Regions from separate parts of the Callithrix jacchus genome. Here region 2 is linked to region 1. A link is a contact called in public Hi-C data. All regions are on one chromosome and are shown on one strand. Each heading gives the region's core, a stretch centred on a gene start, on an enhancer-like site or on the middle of the called end of the contact. The rest is flanking DNA. Distances are from core to core; before and after follow the strand shown.

Region 1 (2,700 bases), core at 4-2,503:
TCCACCAACGGTAAAATGAAAAAATAAATTGGGGTATATTCATTCAAGGAAACACCATGTAACAGTGAAAAGACTAAAACTACACCTACGGGTATTACCCTGTTTGAAAAACAGAAAGCTAAACCTTAGAAGACACAGAAAAATGCATACAGTCCACTTTGATGTATAAAATTGAAAATGACGCAAAATTAAGCCACTTCGTGACTACAAGAAGAGGAAAAGAAAATAATACAATTCAGAGTGGTTACTTCTGAATCTGGAAAAGAGAATATGATCTGAGAGGTGTACATAAGGGTTTGAGGGGTATAGTAATGCTTGCTCTATTCTACTTAGTAGTCTGAATGCTAGGTTCTTGCATGTTTTTATTATTTAAACTGTATATAAGTTGTAACCTCTGCTATTTACATTACATAACCACTTAATGAGCCACAACAAAAAAACCTTTACTACTTTCCCAATGTATCTAAATTGAGAGTTCGATGTTTTTAACACTTCCTATAGCCTGGTTGAGCAGGTCCCCAGGCTATTTCTCTGACTATCTCTGTCACTCATACTGAAGAAAATGGGTAAAACCAGACTATAACGCAGGAGTTAATTGAAAGGTAGCACAATCTAAAGAGTAAGAACTGTGTCGTCTAATATTTTAGCAATATGACACAGGAATAATTGATAAATCTATTAAAATTTCTTTACTGACAAACTAAAGCTAAGGGCATGTCAGCTCCTTTCCCCACATCTCACTCCATTATCAGGGTCCACACCTGTATGTCATGACTACCTATTTCCACCTCACCCTATTTCTCATTCCGTCAGTGACTTTCGGCCACCCGCGCGCTACCAGGTTCCGCAGCGCCCTGGACATTTTCTCAACCCTCATCCTTTTACAGAATACGCATTCCGCAAGAGCTTCGCTTGGGGGACCCTTCAGCAAAAGAAATAGTTAGGAACACGTGGGTGACACCATATCGGCTAGTCGTTCCGGTGGGCCCGGCTAACAATCTTAATCATCAGCAATTCCGGTACTTAACTACAAAGAACAGGCTCCAGGTGGTTTTATAAGTCAACAAACAACGAAAGAAACATCGCAACTCAACGTCCACAAACCCCAGGCTTCGGTTCCCACATAACATCACCTTGGTTATCCGGCTTCAGCTTCTGGTTACGAAATTCACTTTTTCCAGCAGCTTTTTCTGGCCGCTCCAGCGAGGAAGACGCCATTTTAAAGCTGCTTCCGGTGGCGCCGGATGTGTAACTGTTTTTAAGTCCTACGTGCTAAAATACCCACACTCAAAATGAGTTCCTCGGAACTCAGACGAGGAGACCTGCGCAGTCTCCGTGCGTACGTGCGTTAAGGCCCGCGTTTTTGCCCAACCCACAGCTTCTCCTACTTGGCCAATTGAAGAGCCGGAAACCTTCTCCCAGGATGCACTGCAACCATGGAGTTTGCGTACTGGGAATTGTAGTTTAGCAAGCGGTGCAGGCAAATTGGATAGTAATCCGTAGTTTCCTCGGCCTCACGTTGTAACCTGGACCACCGGACTGCGGAGTGCTACCAGGCTGTCATGGAAGTCGTTTATTCTTTTGATGAATATTTAGATGATGGCCAAATATGCACTAGATATCGGGAGGAAATAAAAATACGAGAATATAATTTATATGGGTCTCACTGCAGGAAGTGACAGGAATAGCTACTATTTATTGTGAAAAATATGTTGGCTTTACAAGAGGAAATAGTACCTATATATACTTACTAAAAATTAAAATTGACAGTCAAATTAAATGAGAACAATATTTCAACAATTTGCTTAGACTATGTTTTAAGCAATTTCGAAGAAAACTTTTAAAAATAAATATGGTATGGAATAAATAAATTCGACTAGTTCTAAGAATTAAACATTGCAATCAATATTACATATGAAAGTTTTAAACTTTTAAAACCTCTAAACAATAGTTTCCACGTGTGAGAACTGTGTGCTCTAGATTCCTTTTTTTGGAAAAGGACAGATGATCTAATTTCAACATCTTTCAAAAATGCATTAGAATTGAAAGAACGATTTCAAATAAATATTGACTAATAACTAAATATCATATTTATTGAATACATATTGAAAATAAATATTGAAAAATCTCTTAAAATCATCTTAGAAGACTAGAAACTCAATAGTGATGATCAAAATGATGGTGTCCAAATTTTCATCTCAATTTCAGTGACTCACTGATTCAAAATAATAATTTAAAATTTAAAATGATGAGAAATAGTGTAAGAAAAATAAAAGATATAATAGAGATGGGGAAAATATTCACAAAACATTTAATGGGTTGATTACAATAATATTCAAGGTGATAAAAAGATGTAAGCAATTCAATAGAAAAATAAGGAAAACATATTAGTAGATATTTGTGATGGTTAATTTTTATTGTCAACTTCACTGGGTAATGTTATCCAGATATTTGATCGAACATTTTTATGGATGTTTCTGTGGGAGTGCTTTTGGATGAGATTAACATTCAAATCAGTGAACTCTGAGTAAGGCAGATTTTCCTCTATACTGTGGGTAATCCTCATCCAATCAATTGAAGACCTGAATAGAAAAAAAAGACTGACCTCCCCTGAGAAAGAAGAATTATGCAGCACAAGTCCCTTGGACTTGAATTTCAGCATTGTCTTATCTCTGAGTCTCCAGACTGCCAGCCTACCCT
Region 2 (2,700 bases), core at 130-2,629, 510 kb after region 1:
TCTCATTTCTCCACACAGGATCCGAACCTGTGAACAGGCTGCCTACTCTTCCCAACATTCTGAGACCCACACCGCGGGAGTGCGAGTGCCGGGACCCTACCTTGTCTGGCCCGGGAGCTGCCCTCTTCAGGCGGAGTTGGAGGTGCTGCGGAGAAGCCGGTGTCCGTGCGGCAGCGAGTGCGGCTGCGGGTGCGGTATCTGGCGCGGATGCGGATGCGGGTGCGGGTGCGGGTGAGTGTGTGGATACGGATGCGGATGAGCGTGCGGATGTGGATGTGGATGCGGATACGCGTGGGGCTGCTGGGGCTGAGGCTTGGGTTGGGGCTGAGGCTGGGGCTGTGACTGGGGCTGGGGCTGGGGCTGGGGCTGAGGCTGGGGTTGGGGTTGGGGCTGGGGCTGGGGCTGAGGCTGGAGCTGCGGCTGCTGCTCCAGTGGGGGCTGCTGCTGGACCAGGTGCTGCTGCTTTTGCCGCGTGGACTTCACCGCCAGGATAGCCTGACGATTCTTGTACTGCACCATCTGCAGCGTAATCTCCGCGTTCCAGCCCTGGTCTTGCGGGCACCGAAAGTCGATCTCCTTGCCCTCTGCCATCACCACAGTGAAGTACATGTACTTGCCCTTGCGCTCCACACAGTCCACGGTCTTCATGTTGGAGAAGTGCAATTCCTTGAGCTTGACCGGCGGCTCGAGGGCGGTGACAGCGGGGCCGCTGGGTTGGGACGGCTCCGCCGGCCCCTGCCCGGACTGTTGCTGCTGTTGCTGCTGCTGCTGTTGCTGTTGCTGCTGTTGCTGCTGTTGCTGCTGCTGCTGCTGCAGCTGCTTGGGCGGAATGAGCAGCAGCCCCTCCTCGGTGAGAATGCAGCACTTCTTCTTCCAGAGCTGCAACAACCCGTCGCTGCGTTTCTCCAGCACGCCCTCCTTCAGCGCCTTGCAGCCGCTGCTCTCCAGCATCCTCCCAGCATAAGCGGGGCCGCCGTTAGGCTCGGCCTCTCCGCTTCCAGCCGCTCGGGCCGGGGGCAGCAGCAGCAGCCGTGCGCCGTCCTCGCCCCAGCGGCTCCCACGGCCGCCTGCCCGGAGCGCGCAGAGGAAGCTAACTCGCAGGAGGCAGAGAGACGGCGGCGGCTCTGGGTCCCGGCAGAGGGACAGCCGCGTCCTGATGCGCCACAAGGTCCCGAAGCTGCGAGCCGCCGGGCCTCTGCCGTCTTCTTGCGAGCGCTCACTGAAGGGCACTGGCTTGGCCCCCTCGCGGCGCTTTTGAATGGGCCATCTTCCCCACCCCCGAGTGACACCCAGCGGAAAAGGCGGCTCCTGGCGCCCGCACCGCGGGGGAAAGCCCAGCTCCGAGAGGCGCTCGGCAGCCGGCGCACGCCTCATTAACTTGGGGCCTTTCCAAAGCCGGCTGCGTCCACGCCCCCCGCGTCCCTCGCTCCGCCTCTCGCCGCCCACTTGCTTTCGCGCTCTTTCCCCTGGAAGGCGACCGGGACCCGAGCCCCGGAAACTCCTCTCCTCCACCCGGGGAGATCGCCCAAGGAGCCCTGGCTGCCTGGAGACTAATGCCGACGCCCACAGGGCGCTGCGAGGCCATCCCCAGCGTCCCGCTTCTCCCAGGCCGGCGAAGCTCTGTGCTAACAGCCTCGGACAGTGAGGACCCGGCTGCGCGGGCGGGGGCTGCCTTCTGGCAGTGCTGCGTCTCGGTCCTTGCGAATTAGCCCTGGGGATTTGCGCTGGGCACCGAGAGCCCGCAGAGCCAGCGTCGTGGCCTGGGCGAGCTGGGAGGCCGGGGCCGAGGTTCGCGAGTCCTGCGGGTGTGCCTCCTCCGGACGCTGGGTAAACAACTGAGCGCACAGAGGACATCGTGCTTCCCACGCATGTTCGCTCACGGTCAATAAGTAGCTCTTCTTGCAGAGGGCGATTGTGAAAGCAATAGTGCGACTGTCGGGTTTGCCACGGGTGGAGAAAGGCGGACCCACGTCAGGTCGCATCTTGCCTGCTTTTTCTCGACCCCGACCGCAGGCACCAGCCCGTCTTCGGCTTTCTTCTTGACCCGTCGGGACGGTGTGCTACATCTATTAAAACAGTAACTCAGCTTTCTAACTACAAACCGGGGAACGTCTGAGCTGAGATCCCACACTGCAAGGCCCAGTTCCAAATGCCTGATTGGCCTCCGCGGGTCTCTCTTTCCAAGCGCCTAGCCAGATCTTGGTTTTGGAATCTCATTTATCTGTGACCCCGGGAAGGCAATGTCCCCAGCACTCTCCTACTCCTACATTTTAATGCGTATAGAAGCCGCTTTCTGGGAAGTAAAGCCTAACTGAGATCTAGCCTCCCGCTAGGGAAATTCATCCCTTTGGTAAACAGCCCCAAGTATGTGCGGACCCTCACGAGGACACAAAGAATAATTAAACCAGGGCTGGACAAGTCAGAGTGGGCCAAGGTAAGAGGAAGGGCTGCTACTGTGCCCAAACTGGAACAGACAGATTAGCTCATCTGCTAGCTGTGCGGCAAGAGCAAAGAATTCAAGAGGCGAAGAGAACATAAGAGCAGCTTAGAGAGCTAAGCAAGAATCGAATCCTTTGTGTGTCATGGTAAGAAATTCGAACTTAATCCCAAGGTAATGAGAACAAAGGATAACTTTCATACACGAGGGCGTCCTGAATCTTCGTCTAAGAGACAATGTCTGATCAAACGGGACAATCCAGT

Evidence for each region. A called contact is a pair of places that touch in the nucleus more often than the background predicts.
Region 2: a Hi-C map of skeletal muscle shows a contact between it and region 1, with 4 times the contacts expected there. The contact joins the promoter of PHLDA1 here to the promoter of KRR1 in region 1. A contact is called at or near these places in 3 of 3 Hi-C or Micro-C datasets (induced pluripotent stem cells and skeletal muscle).

What each region holds. Positions count from the first base shown.
Region 1 is chr9:78,160,447-78,163,146 of calJac240_pri, forward strand. It overlaps KRR1 (KRR1 small subunit processome component), which reads right to left and starts at 1,254. Exons shown (of 10, transcript XM_002752776.7): 1 at 1,134-1,254. The coding sequence starts at 1,218.
Region 2 is chr9:78,670,544-78,673,243 of calJac240_pri, forward strand. It overlaps PHLDA1 (pleckstrin homology like domain family A member 1), which reads right to left and starts at 1,380. Exons shown (of 2, transcript XM_003733802.6): 1 at 101-1,380. The coding sequence starts at 1,374. The coding sequence ends at 127.